5 separate regions of the Sus scrofa genome follow, and regions 1, 2, 4 and 5 are each linked to region 3. A link is a contact called in public HiChIP or PLAC-seq data. All regions are on one chromosome and are shown on one strand. The core of a region is the stretch at or near the end of the contact, and the rest is flanking DNA. Distances in the headings are between cores, read along the strand shown.

Region 1 (2,882 bases), core at 349-2,848, 310 kb before region 3:
GCCACTCTTTTTTTTTTTTTTTTTTTTGACTGTGCCCGGAGCCAGGGAGCAAACCTGAGCCACAGCAATGACTTGCTAGATCCTTTACCCACTATGCCACAAGGGAACTCCCCTGGAAGCCGCTCTTCTTGAGAATGGGCGTCTGGAGGAAATCCTAGCTTGCCACAGCTGGTAACTGCTCCTTTTATCTCCTGGAACAAGTCCTGTTGGCAGGTTTTGTTCTCTTTATCGCTCCCGACCATTTATCTGAGGCCTTAAGGCCAGAGGGAGCTAAACTGAGCCTTTGACTTGGGGCTCCAGGAGTCCAGAAACCTCTGGATCACAGTTATCAGTTTTACACAGCAGTTAATGGGCAGTGCGGCGCCACGTGACAGAAGCCTGGCAACAGAGTTGGGGATGCCCTATGGCTTGGAGCAGGGCCTGATGGGAAGGGCCTGAGGGAGGAAGGGGCTGGGAAGAGGTTCCCACCTTCCTGGCAGGGGTCCAGAGGAGGGGGAAGGGTCTAGCCAGCGAGGCCTCCGTTTATGTTTGGATTTGGGTTAATCTGGGAGTCTCCCAAGAGCATCGGTTGTCCCGTGGTAAAATCCACTCGGTCACCCTCACCCCAGGTGCCCCCATTGCTCCTTGGCGTGCTCTGTGGGTCCCCTTCTCTCAAAATCTCTTCCTTGCTCTCAGGCCCCTCAAACAAAGCCTTGGCAGCGTCACCCACACCTGGTTTTAATCAAAATGTCTACACCACATCCATCCCTACATAGAAGGGCAGACAACCACATTTAACTGGTGTTTTCTCTAAAAGGGTAGGATTTGAGAGCTTTTTTGTTGTCTTCTTTTTGCTTACCTGAGTTCTCAGGAATTTCGGCAACTTAGAAGAAGCAAACTAAACTTTTAAGTCATGCACAACTGAATAAAGCACGCCCATACTTCACCATCTAGCTCCAGAACACCTGAGGTCCATGGTGAATGCTGTTGGGGCAACAGTCAGGCTCCTCCTATCCCATCACAGGACAAGGTCCTTCCAGTTCTGGCTAAACCACTTTGAGAAAAACCTCCTTTATAGGACAGAGTGTCTGTGGGTGGGGGGAGGAGCTAGAAGGGATGCGGTGGGAACGGGGATCCCAGCATGGCCAGCCCTTCTCCTTTTCCCAATTAGTGGGCTGGGTCTGCACTTACCTGCTCGCTCTGCTGAAGCCCCAAGTCAATGGTCGGTTCAGTGGTTCCCTTTCGCCGGCTCGGTGTCAGTGCCCAGCCTGTACTACCCACACCTGGGTACCTAATGGGCACTTTGGGTGTAGTCTACTCATGCAGACATTCATTGAGCACCTGCTGAATGCTGGGCCCTGGGGCCTCAAGCTGAGTTTCTTAGAGCTTGTCCTCAGGAAGGCAGTGAGCCCCCTCTGGGAGGGTTGGAAGGTGATCCCCGAGACATGCCAGGAGCTTCCTGAAGCTACGTCCTCCCTCCTGGCCTGGCAGATCCAATGAGCTGAGCTCTGCCCTTCCTTCTCCCTCCTGATGTAGAAAAGTAAAAGTCTGTTAACACGACTGGCTGTTGAATTTTACAATCAATTTGGTTATCCGGAGCAGCGTTTCTCAACCTCCGCACTGTTACCATCTCGGGCCAGATTATTCCTTTTCGTGGAAACTGTCCCGTGCGTGGGAGGAGGTTTAGCAACATCCCTGGTCCCTAAACACTGGGGACCAATAGAACCCCCGCCCTGGTTATGACAACCAAACATGTCCCCAGGCATTGCCACACGCCGGGGCAGGGGGGTAGGCGGGGAGTGGCATAAGAAGAGGAAGTCGGTGTGCCAGGGTTCAAGGCAACAGGCATGGTCTGCTGGGAACTGTGCGCTGAACAGCCGACAGCAAGGGCGAAAACTTCCAAAGCCCAAACCACCTGGCATAGCAGCACAACAATGGGGCCATTTAGTGTTCAGGGCAAACAAGCTTCTGTATTTCCAACGACCTCTGAGGACTGAGGACGTGGCGCTCAGGAAAATTAATGATAATGCTGAATTGAAAAAAGGAACAATCGGAGTTCCCGTCGTGGCTCAGTGGTTAACGAATCCGACTAGGAACCATGAGGTTGCAGGTTTAGTCCCTGGCTATGCTCAGTGGGTTAAGGATCTGGCGTTGCCGTGAGCTGTGGTGTAGGTTGCAGACGTGGCTCGGATCACATGTTGTTGTGGTTCTGGCGTAGGCTGGCAGCTACAGCTCCGATTAGACCCCTAGCCTAGGAACCTCCATATGCCGCAGGAGCGGCCCAAGAAATGGCAAAAAGACAAAAAAAAAAAAGAAAAAGAAAAAAGGAACAATCACGTTGATCACACTCTGTTTACTGAGGTGGGGAAGTGGATGAGACAGCTTTGCATTAAATATGTATTTAGAAAGCAGATCAGTGGTTCAGAGGTTGCCCGGGAAGGAAGGGCAGGGAAGGGGGGAGACTATGAGGAGTGATGGATGTGTTCATTAGCCCGACGGGGTGATGATTCCATGGGTACACACCAACATCAAAACAGATCAAGTCATACCCTTCAAATACATGCAGTTTAGAGTGTGTCAAGTATACATCAATAAAGTGGCTTTTAATTCTTTTTGTGTGTGTGGGTATGTCTTTTTAGGGCCGGACCCGAATCATATGGAGGGTCCCAGGCTAGGGGTCCAATCAGAGCTGCAGCTGCTGGCCTACACCATAGCCACAGTCACACCAGATCTGAGCCACCACGTCTGCCCCCTACACCACATCTCACAGCAACGCGGGATCCTTAACCCGCTGAGCAAGGCCAGGGATCAAACCTTTATCCTTATGGAAACTAGCCAGGTTCATGACCACTGAGCCACGACAGGAACTCCTAAAGCTGTTTGTAAAATGCATTTCATTGTTT
Region 2 (2,714 bases), core at 163-2,662, 330 kb before region 3:
TTCTCATGCCCTCCAGCAACCGAAGCTCGGCCTCCTGCATCTGCTGCAGGGCCCCATGGCCCTGGGGGCTGCATAGCTCCGAAGAGAAGCCCATAGTGTGGTCCTGGGGACAGAGAGGAGAAGCCACCAGTGGGGGCAGGGCAGGAGCTGGAGACAGACAGAGGTGTGGGACAGAGACCCTAGGGGCTGCCTGACTAAGAGGGGCTGCAGACAGGCGGGTGGTGGGGGTCTGTCCCACTGAAATGCAGCCATAGGTACAAACTTTGGCCTGGCCTGGGAAAGCCCTCATTGCTTCCTGCATCCTAGGCCGAGGACTAGTGCCAGGGGTCCTCTTTCCAGTCCTGGGGCAGAAACCTCCTGGATCTTGCCTCCCTGGGCCCTCCCACCCAGCACCCAGCTGCAGGGGCGCGGCACGATCAGGGCCCTCGGTCCCTCGGCCCCTCGGCCGGGCCAAGCCTGCCCCTTCTGGCGCCCCAGGCAGCCGCAGCCCAAGCCCCTACCCTTCCCCGGCCCCTGCCCAACTGTGTCTGCTCTCTGATCGCCGCCGCTGGCAGGGCTCCTGCCTGCTTCCCACTCCCCCCCACCCACCGACACCCTCCCCTGGGGGCAGGAGTTACCCGCGTGGGCAGCTAGCTGCTCCTAGGGCCGCCGAGGACCAACTCAGACTCAGGCCCCCGCACCACTCCGGCCAGTTCCTGATTCCGCGCTTCCTCCTCCTGCGGTTTCAGTTGGCCCAGGCCCCGGGGCGGGCCGGCGGAGGGGAAGGGGCGGGCAGGAGCCCCTGACGCCTGTCCGCCCCCCCGCTGCCCAGTGCAGGCCGCTCAGCCAGCCACACGGCTCACAAGGCTCGCGGAAACGGAAGGGAGGAGGGGGCTGAGAAAGAATGGGCCAGAAGAGAGCAGCCTGGCCGGGCACTCCCCAGGTCCCGGACAGCGCCCAGGAACTGGGGGAAGCGGCCCGCGGGTGCAGTAATGGGCGCCTGCCCAGGGCGGAGCAGCAGGCTTGCACTGGGTGGGAGAGCCTGCGGGTCCAGAGCCTGGGGGCAGGCGGGCCACCCCAGCAGCAGCCCCAGAAGAGGAAGGGGGAAGCCTGGTGCAGGCCCTCCCCTCCCCACTGGATTCCCCAAGGCGAGCTCAGGCACCAGTCTCCATTTGAATAAAATCTCCAAGTAAATGTCTAGAGGGGAGGCCAGCTTCTCCCACACAGGTCCCCTGGTGGAACAGGCACCGCTCACCTAGCCAGGGCTGGGGCTTCCTGTTTCAAGGGAAACCTGGGGCAGGCAAGGGGTCTGGGCCAGGGAGTGGGACTCAACTTCTCTCCCTGCTGGACTCAAGGCCTGTGCGGGTGGAAATGCTCAGCCAGTCCCACCTCCAGGACTTGTGCCCGGCTGCAGTCCCCTTCTACACCCTGCCCGAAGGAGGCCCTGAAGCCCTCTGGGCGATGGACCGTGGGCAGGAAGGTCACAAGGGCATGTAGGTTGCCCCGATCCCCACCCCCACCCCCACCCCATCCTGGAGGCAGCCCCAGGGCCCAGAGAAGAACAATTATCACCACACTGGAGACCAGGCCTGGTTTGCATAGTCTGCAAGTTTAATCACTTTAAAACCTAACATTATTTCGAGTCCGTTAAATAGAACCAACAATGCTGGGCCTGTTTAAATTACAAGAGAAAAAAAAAAAATCACTGTGCACCAACCCAGTATCTTACAAAACCAGCTGGGCTGGCCACAAGGGTGGGGGTGGAAGAGGAGGGGGCACCCCTGGGCAGGTGGCTGGGTGGGGGGGGTGCTGGGGGAGAGAGAAAAAGGGGCTCCCAAATGGGAGCGGACTGATTGTCCTAATGGGAGGGGTGCAAAAGGCACGTCAGAAGAGGGGGACCTGGGGGGCCGGACAGGTCAGCGCTTCCTCCACCAGGGCACAGTGTTGGAAGGGGCTTGGTGCCACCACCTGCCCACCCCTGGCACTTGGAGAACCAGTGACCCGTGAGCCCTTGGCACGACCAGCCCCATCTGAGATGGACAGCCTGCCCGCCCACCCCAATCCTCCTTTCCTAGGGCCCGTCTGGCCTGGCCTCCTCTTCAGGATTTGGGGCTCAGCTATTCCTCGGCAACAGGCCGTAGCCCCCCACACCTCAGGGCCCGCGCAGCCGGCGGGGGGGAACAGCAGGGTGGACAGTGGGTGTGGGAGAGTGGATGGTCCAGCTGCTACCCCCGTTAAAAATACCAAAAAAAAAAAACAAAAAAAACAAAAACAAGTCAGCATCTAAAGTGAAATAATCACAAAGTGAAAATATAACCTCAAACAGCCCCTGAGATCCCCACAGGGGAAAGCAGCATCGGGTGGGAGGTGGGACAGGCCGGTTGGGCCACCGTCCCTCCCCACCACCCACCCAGGGGCTCTGGGACTGCGAGTGCCAACAGCCCAGGTGGCCCCGGGCTCAGAAAACAGGGACTTGGGCCCTGGCGGGAGGGAAGGGTGCTGGAGAGGGGAGGGTGGTAGGGGCACCAGCGTGGGGCTGGGCCAACCTTGCTTGGCAGGCAGCCAGCGCAGTAGACGGGGGCAAAGGGACAAACGCGCGTGGACCCACGTGCGCGCCCCGGAGGTGCCTGCCTGGCCTTGGTCCCTTCCTTTGCTCACTGCTTCCACCCGAGGCTCACCAGAGGTGGGGGGCGGGGTAGCGGATGCAAAAGCCCTTGGAGAGGTGGCCTCCTCCT
Region 3 (2,700 bases), core at 68-2,567:
AAAAGTAACGCGTCTGCAGCGCAGCGAGCCAGGGACCACCAGTTTGCCACTCTGCTCTCAGCCCTCCTTCAGGCTGCTCCCGCCCCGCCCCCGCCTCTACATAACCTCCCCCATCCTGCTGATGGTCCTTCAAGGTCAGCATTCAGGATCACGCTGACCCTCCTTCCCTACAGCCCTACGCCGACACTCCTGCAGGCTCTCCATCCTCCACTGCCTCACTCCACAGTTACCTAACCTCGCCGGGTGTTTGTCCCGGCTGGCGCTTTACTCACTCCTCTGAGACCCTCCTCAGTCGGCAACAACGTTGTGCACCTTGCCAGTTGTCATGAAATATGGGAGCTGAATTCAGTAAACCGGACCGATAAAGCACCTCCAAGGAGTTGAGAGTAGCAAAGCCCCACACTCGACCCGGAGTCACCTCTCGGGACCCAGACAGACCCCAGAGCAGCCCGGGGCGGGCCCTGGATCTCCTGGCGAGCGGAGCTTTCCCGAAGGAGTGGGTGGGACCCTCGGGCCCTCCACGCCGAGCAGCCAGAAGGGCTCGAGGCCGGTGGATGTTCGGAGCAGTGAGAAGCCGCACTGCCCGCCTCCGAGCTGTTTGTGATTTCCTCTCGGGGCTCCCGGGCACCCTCCCCCTCAGGCCGCCTTCACTCGGCGGCCCGCCCTCCCCGGCTCGGCCCCTTCCCATCTCCCCGCGCACTCGGCCCCGCAACCCTCCCACCTCCACGCCGATCGCGAACGGCTAGCGGGTGTCGGAAGGCGGAGAAGCGCGGAGGCCGCGGCTGCGCCGGCCACGCTCCTGGGCTCCGCTCCCCGGGCGCGGCCCCCGCCGGGCCCCGCCATCGCCTGGGCCCCGCGACCTCTCACCCGCCGCGCGGGGCCCGCCCGCGGCCGTGGCCGCCCCCGCCCGCGCCGGCCCGGGCCCTCACCCGCGACAGGGTGAGGTCGGTCATGAGCTGCTCGAAGGCCCGCGTCTCCTCGGCCTGCCGCTGCGTGTGCAGCGCAATCTTCTCGCTGAACTTCCGCGGGTTGGCGCTGCCCGAGCCGGGCGAAGCAGCCATGGCGCGGGCCCGCGGCCGGTAAGAGGGGAGACGGCGGGTGCGGGGCCTGCACCTCGGCCCACCGGTCAGTCCACAGGCCGCCCGGGCCGCCGCCCGAAGCCCGTCCTCCGGCGCGACCCGGCAGAGGAGCCGCCGCGGCCCCACCGCCAGCGAGCGGCCGGGAGCGCGCCGAGGTCCGCCCCCGCGCGCCCGGCCCCGCCCCGCCCTCGGCGCGGCCCGCCCGCCGCCCGGCCCCGCGCCCGCTGCCCGGCCCCGCGCCCGCAGCGGGAGGGCTTTCCCCGGCGTCCTGAGCTGCGCTCGCAACCCGCTGCGCAGACACAGCGGAAAGCCCAGACCGCCGAGCAAAACGGATCCGACGTGAGGGAGCAGCTCGGGTACCATTTTACTGAAACGCTCCGGGGTGGGGACATCCCGGCCTTTGCATTTATAGTGCAATTTTAGAACAGAGTTTTAACACCCTTCTCACCCGTTCCCCCCCCCCCCGTTATGATGATTTCCTTCAGGGCGTGAAAACCGGGCGACCTACGCTTGAGCAGTTTCTCCCTCAGTTCCCACACCGTGGGGCCTAATGTCTGTCCTCCGTCCTCCGCCTCCCAGCCCGCTTCCTCCCTCGATGTGTGTCGCTGACAGTCTCCTCAGGCCCACCCGAGAAAAAGTTACTAAATCTGCATCTCGGTTTTTAAGACCATCTCCCCGAGTTGCGTGAACTGGAGATGCCATCCCCGCCCGGGGGCACCCTCTTCACCCCTCACCCCCAGGCGGGGATGGCATTTTCAGTTTCCGTGGCTTCTGCAAACTCCAGCTCCGGCCAGGTGTCAACTCCCCGTGGATACCCAGCCGGTCAGCCTCAAGGGTTCTCCTCCCTCTCCTGATGTGCAGACAGCTCTGAGAGTGTGTCTGCTTTTTGTAAGTTAGGAAACATTAGGGACACACCGAAGAGTGCAGAAAATGATATTAACAACACCCACGCCCTCCGCTATCAAGATTAAATATATCAAAACATTTTGCTTCATTCACTTGGTATTCATTAAAGTATAAAATTCTTCAGAATTAAAACCCCGCCCTTATTATTTCTCCTTCCTCCGTAGAGATTGTGAGATTGTCGCTGGGCTCAATTTGGTGCATATCATTCACATTCATGTTTTTACACTTTTATTGCATATAATGTATGGATCCACAAACTGCAGATACCAAATATGGGGGTTAAACTTTACAAAAATGACATCATGCTGAATTATCTTTTGCAACTTTTTTCATTTACCATTGTTTTAAAGATTCGTTTGTGTTGATTCATTTAACTACTGTGTAGGATTTTACCTGTTTTTCATGTCTCAGATTTTCTTAGAAAATGTAATATGAGAGCATATCTTTATCAGCTAATCTCTAGGTTAGCTTGTTGTATTAATTATAATTGGATTTAATTCTTCTATTTTATTTGGTATGATTTTTTTTTTTTTTTCTTTTTAGAGGCCCACCGGAGGCACATGGAAGTCTCCAAGCTAGGGGTGGAATCAGAGCTATAGCTGCCGACCTACACCACAGCCACAGCAACGTGGGATCCGAGCTGTGTTTTCAACCTACACCACAGCTCACAACAACTCAAGATCCTCAACCCACTGATCAAGCCCAGGGATCAAAC
Region 4 (2,700 bases), core at 80-2,579, 350 kb before region 3:
ACTGGTATCTGTTTTGATTTAAAGGATACAGCCAGGAGTTCCCGTTGTGGCTCAGCATTAACAAACCCGACTAGTATCCATGAGGATGCGGATTCAATCTGGGGCCTCATTCAGTGGGTTAAGGATCCAGCACTGCTGTGAGCTGTGGTGTAGGCTGACAACACAGCTCCAACTGGACCCTAGCCTGGGAACTTCCCTATGTCACAGGTGGGCCCTCCTCCAAAAAAAAAAAAAAAAAAAGAAGAAGAAGAAAAAAAGAAAAATAGGGAAAAAAGAGGATTTAAAAAAAAAAGATACAGCCAAAGCCCCCGGAGACTAACAAGAAAGTTCTTCTCCCTACCCTCTTGAATCGGACTGGTACTCACCAGAAACAGTGCCTGGCACAGCTCCTCTCTCATTCAGAAACATGGAATGAATTTAAAAAGAAGCCACAGCTGACGTTTCTAACACGAAGAGCCCTACGGCTTCTGCCTGATAGTTCTAATTCCTTCAGTGGGTAACTTTCGGCCACTGCTTATAAAGCATTTACAGGACCCCCTGAGAAGCCAGCAGTGATTGATGGGTAGCGAGAAGCTAGGCGCGGCTGCTCGGTGTGGGGCAACTTCAGAGAACCACTGCGGCCCCGCACTTGCCTGCTGGGCTGAGCGAGACCGCTAGCCGCCGAGCGTAGGTGGGAGCCGCTGCTCAGGAGTCTTCCTCCAGCCCCGGGGCCGAAGAGCTCGGTCGCCTCTGCAGCCTTGTGCCCTACTTAGCACGATCTGATTCCGCTCAGGAGCCTCGGGGCAATATTTTTAGCCCTCGGAGGCTGGGTTCAGGCCAAAGTAGGTGGAGCTGGGGAGAGAGAGTTGGATCCCAAGGGGGTCCCGGCACCTGCCGCCGGGTCTCCGGGCGCTCGCCTGCTGGCCGGCCCAGCCCCCTCCCGGCCCTCCTGGGCTGCGGCCCTCCCTGGCTCTGCCGGCTCTGGGACCTCAACGACAACTGCCCGATGCGGGATCTCCGGCCGCCTCTGACCCCGAAGCGCTGCCCGCGCTCCTGCTGCCCAAGCCTGGACACGGCCGGGGCAGCCAGAGCCCTCCCCGCGCCCGCCCAGCGCGTTACCGTCTGCGTCCGCTCTCCGCTCCACTCCAGGCCCCGCCGGCGGAGCTGCGGCCCTCACATCCCGGGGGACAACGGCCCGGGGGAAAGACAGCGATGCAGGCGAAGGCGGGCGTCCGCCCACCCGTCGCTCCCGCTGGGGCCAGGGCCACCGGCGCGCTCCGCTGCGCCCACCCGGCGCGGGTCCCCGGCCTCTCGCGGCCGCCGGGCCGAACGGCATGCGGGGCGGGGACAGGCTCGCCCGCCCCCGCGCCGCCTCGGCCCCGCCTGCTCGCCCAGGCACCGCCGCTGTCTGCGGTGCGCCCCTGCCGAGCCGGGCGAGCTGGGCCCCGGCTACTGCCCTCGCTCGGCTCCCGCTGGCCGGCCGGGCGCTTCCGGTGCGGTCAGGACCGGGGGCCCCCTGGCGCGGGCGGCCGGGCCGCAGTGCGCAGCCGCAGTCGCGACCCCGGTCTTGGCGCGCTGCCTAGCCGCCTGGAGCGGAGCGCAACTTGATGTTTTTTGAATCTTGCTAGAGTAAGCGCCTTGTTATCTACCAGCAGTAGAAACATTCCTCCTTCATTTCACCAGCCAAACGATGGAGCACATTTTCCGGCCCCCTCCCCCCCTCTGGGGTAGGTATCCTTAATTCGATACAGTTACGCTTCTCAGGCAAGGGGGCGCTGCCTTCTCTTGGTACCGTGCGTTCATCACGATCCCTTGCCGTGCTTGCCACCGGTGAATAAGATCTATACTTTCCTTTTTTAATTTAAAAAATTTTTATTTATTATTATTATTATTATTTTAGGGTCGCACCCGCGGCATATGGAGGTTCCCAGGTTAGGAGTCCAATCGGAACTACAGCTGCCAGCCTGTGTCACAGCCACAGCAACGCCAGATCCGAGCAGTATCTGCGACCTACACCACAGCTCTTGGCAATGCCGGATCCTTAACCCACTGAGCAAGGCCAGGGATTGAACCCCAAACCTCATGGTTCCTAGTCGGATTTGTTTCTGCGGCGCCATGCCGGAAACTCCAGATCTATGCTTTTCTTACTTGTTCTTTGACTGGGCATCTGGGTTGTTTATAATCGTGCAGCATAATAAATCACACATAATAAAACATCTCCATGAATTCCACATTTGTCTTCTAAAATGATTGTCTTAGGACAAATTTGCCGCAGTGAGGTTACCTGGGCACAAGATTAGGATTTAGCGCATTCTGTTGCGCCCCAAAAGGACTGTGCCAGTTTCTACCAGCCCTCCACAAACTGTTGAAAATTCCTTAAATGACTTTTTGGTTGATTAACCACACTTAACAAAACCATCTTATTAGTTTGACTCCCATTTTGTTTATCACCATCAGAAACAGCTTTCTAGGTTTATTTGCTAACTAGAATGCCTGTTATTAAGGTGTGAGACCTGGACTGGTTTCATCATCCTCTGTATCCCTGTGTTTTGCCCAATGTTCTGGGAAATTTATCTTCTGATCCTTATACTGAATTTCTCATTTTGGCTATCGTAATCTTATTTTCAAGAGCTCTTATTAGTTTTCTGGTGGGTTTTTTTTTTTTTAATTGCGATACAACTTATATGGCACAAGTCTTAAGTGTATTTACTGCTTGAAGAG
Region 5 (2,726 bases), core at 108-2,607, 380 kb before region 3:
TTCCATTTCACGCCCCAGAGACCTTAGTTCCAGCATTGGGAGCCTCCCTCCCTAATATCTGCATCGTGGCAACCACCAAGACTAGCTGAAAACCAAGGGCGAGTGCTTTCACTAACTTTTCCCCTGAGCCCTCATCTGCCCCAGCTACCAGCCAAAGTACAAAAGCTTCCAGTATGACTGGAGGGAGTATACTTAGCAACCAGCCAACCCCATATCACAAGGAATGCTCTTCCAATGTCCCTAGGTCTGTCTTGGCCCTCATACATCATAGATGCTGTCTGCTGAGACATGGGATTTCTCCAGAAGGCCAAAGGCTCCCAGCAAACAGTGTTGTGTTGTTCTACTGAGGCCTGACAATGCCATGCTCCCAGAACAGCAGAAGCAACACTCCAGGGGCCTGGCCCAGTGGCTGGGGACTGAAATAGGAACCCTTATGGCACAAGAAACAAATGCAAATTTTTGTTCCCAGCACTTGAGAGCAAAGAAGACAGTTCCTGCAGAAACAGCACTGCTATTTAGACATAGGCCTGGGAGCCTAAGTCTGAAGTAATTAGGGAGGGAGTTCTCCCAGTGTAGGCCCCAATTTCCAGAAGGTCAGGTCCTAAGGCCTTCTGGCCCAAAGGTGAAGTTCCCATGCCCATAGCAACCAGGCCATCCTTGCAGGGAAAACTTTTTTTTTTTTTTTTTTTTGTCTTTTTAGGGCTCCAACCACGGCATATGGAAGTTCCCAAGCTAGGGGTTGAATCAGAGATACAGCTGCTGGCCTAGGCCACAGCCACAGTGACGTGGGATCCAAGCCACTTCTTCCACCTACACCACAGCTCACGGCAATACTGGATCCTTAACCCACTGAGCGAGGCCAGGGATTGAACCCGCATCCTCACAGATACTAGTCGGATTCGTTTCTGCTGAGCCACAACAGGAACTCCCAGGGAAAACAATTTTTAGAGAGCTTTGAGAATTTTCAGAGCCCTGACAGGTTGAAGATTATCTTTTCATGGCGGGAGAGGCCCAGTCCTGGGAGAAGCCGTCCCTGGCCGGGAGGCTAGGTGAATTGGCCTTCCTCCAAATTTTCATTGTCCCCTGCCTTCCTGCCCTGGACACACTTTGAGGCCACAGTCTTATACCTTGTCTGTTTTCCTCCTTCCCTTAGGCTCTGGGCTCCCAGAAGGCCAGGCTATATTATTCTGGCACCCTCAGCAGAGCGCCCTTAAGCAGGGGCTGAGATGCCTCCCACACCCACTTCTCCTTGCCCAGGATGTCAGCCCCAGAAGAACCCTGGCTCAGACTCCGCAATCCTCGGGCCTCCGCGGCGCCAGGGGGCGCTGTCCACGCCTGGTCCACGTTCCCCGGACCGAAGTCCCCCGCGCGATGGGTTCCGAGGTGGCCCAGCTGCTGGAGGCTGCCGACTTCGCGGCTCGCAAGCACCAGCGACAGCGGCGGAAGGACCCCGAAGGAACCCCTTACATCAACCACCCTATCGGTGGGCGCGCCGCCGGAGGAGCAACGGCAGCAGCTTCTAGGGAGTGGGATCCGGGAAGGGAACGCGGAGGGCGTATACTTCATTGAGCGCCTAGTCTGTACCAAGATTTGTGCCAGGCACTGTTCGTGTTTAAAATTCACAACAGCCGGGGGCGGTAGGCTTGATTGTTCCCTTTGTATGCGAAATAGAGTAAAGAACTTGCCCAAGGTCCCCCAGCTACTGAGGGGCCATATCTGGCTCTACAAACCCCACAACGTGCCGCCCTGGTGACTCCCTCCTGTCTGACTTCCTGCTTTGCCCCGTCAGGTGTGGCTCGGATCCTGACCCGTGAGGCGGGAATCACTGACATTGTGGTGTTACAGGTAACTTTCCCCCTTCTCTGCTAGGAGGCTGGGGAGGGGTTCAGGAGCCCCATTCAGCCCTGGGGCTGGCGTCACAGGACTGAATGGAAGCCTGTCCGCAGGCAGCCCTGCTCCATGACACGGTGGAGGACACAGACACCACCCTGGATGAGGTGGAGCTGCACTTTGGGGTACAAGTGCGGCGTCTGGTGGAGGAGGTAACAGATGACAAGACTCTGCCCAAGCTGGAGAGAAAGCAGTTGCAGGTGGAGCAGGCACCCCACAGCAGCCCAGGGGCTAAACTGGTGAAGCTGGCAGACAAGCTGTACAATCTGAGGGACCTGAATCGCTGCACCCCAGAGGGTACGCTCCCCAGCCCCCTGCTCTGAGGGAACCTCTGCACAGGTTGGTTAGTTCCCCTGGGGGAAAAAAAAAAAGTCTGGGTGTTCTTGTTAGTTCCCTAGACCAATCTTACTGGAGCACTCTGATCTTTCACACAGTAGATTCACAGCAACTGGGCCAAGGGGTGGTTTTCAGGACAGATCCTTCCATTAGGAACTCATCTCACAGCCCGGCACCAAACCCCCCAGGAAGTGGGCAAAATACACTACTGTCCTGAACGTCAACATGAGCAGTTTTTTGTCCATTCTTAATGCAGGATGGTCTGAGCGTCGAGTCCAGGAATACTTTGAGTGGGCAGCACAGGTGGTGAAGGGGCTTCAGGGGACAAACCAACAGCTGGAAGAGGCTCTAAAGCAGCTGTTTAAGGAGCGGGGACTGACAGTCTGAGCAGTACTAGGAGCCATCCGATGGTACAGACTCCATCCCTTTGCCCAGGCCAGAGAAGAGTCATGGTCCAGCCTTTCAGTGCCTCCTGAGCTCCCTCCTGGCTTTGCTCAGCC

What was found. HiChIP or PLAC-seq counts read pairs in DNA pulled down with a chosen protein or histone mark.
Region 1: an H3K27ac HiChIP or PLAC-seq map of alveolar macrophages shows a contact between it and region 3. The contact joins the promoter of FURIN here to the promoter of CRTC3 in region 3. A contact is called at or near these places in 1 of 5 promoter capture datasets (fetal skeletal muscle) and 1 of 2 datasets of contacts at active chromatin or transcription factors (alveolar macrophages).
Region 2: a contact with region 3 is called in an H3K27ac HiChIP or PLAC-seq map of skeletal muscle, with 2.9 times the contacts expected there. The contact joins the promoter of FES here to the promoter of CRTC3 in region 3. A contact is called at or near these places in 1 of 5 promoter capture datasets (fetal skeletal muscle), 2 of 47 Hi-C or Micro-C datasets (mesenchymal stem cells and retroperitoneal adipose tissue) and 1 of 2 datasets of contacts at active chromatin or transcription factors (skeletal muscle).
Region 4: a contact with region 3 is called in an H3K27ac HiChIP or PLAC-seq map of alveolar macrophages. The contact joins the promoter of MAN2A2 here to the promoter of CRTC3 in region 3. A contact is called at or near these places in 2 of 2 datasets of contacts at active chromatin or transcription factors (alveolar macrophages and skeletal muscle).
Region 5: a contact with region 3 is called in an H3K27ac HiChIP or PLAC-seq map of alveolar macrophages. The contact joins the promoter of HDDC3 here to the promoter of CRTC3 in region 3. A contact is called at or near these places in 1 of 5 promoter capture datasets (fetal liver) and 1 of 2 datasets of contacts at active chromatin or transcription factors (alveolar macrophages).

What each region holds. Positions count from the first base shown.
Region 1 is chr7:53,454,350-53,457,231 of Sscrofa11.1, reverse strand. FURIN (furin) reads right to left here and starts at 1,598. Exons shown (of 15, transcript XM_021098916.1): 1 at 1,171-1,598.
Region 2 is chr7:53,471,645-53,474,358 of Sscrofa11.1, reverse strand. It overlaps FES (tyrosine-protein kinase Fes/Fps), which reads right to left and starts at 1,412. Exons shown (of 19, transcript XM_001929355.4): 1 at 618-1,412; 2 at 1-103. The coding sequence starts at 94. It overlaps FURIN (furin), which reads right to left. Exons shown (of 15, transcript XM_021098916.1): 15 at 1,568-2,714.
Region 3 is chr7:53,144,934-53,147,633 of Sscrofa11.1, reverse strand. It overlaps CRTC3 (CREB-regulated transcription coactivator 3), which reads right to left and starts at 1,317. Exons shown (of 15, transcript XM_021098912.1): 1 at 930-1,317. The coding sequence starts at 1,061.
Region 4 is chr7:53,497,546-53,500,245 of Sscrofa11.1, reverse strand. MAN2A2 (alpha-mannosidase 2x) reads right to left here and starts at 1,329. Exons shown (of 24, transcript XM_001929378.5): 1 at 1,099-1,329; 2 at 366-831. The coding sequence starts at 398.
Region 5 is chr7:53,526,521-53,529,246 of Sscrofa11.1, reverse strand. HDDC3 (HD domain containing 3) reads left to right here and starts at 1,357. Exons shown (of 4, transcript NM_001243409.1): 1 at 1,357-1,483; 2 at 1,790-1,845; 3 at 1,947-2,187; 4 at 2,483-2,726. The coding sequence starts at 1,372. The coding sequence ends at 2,613.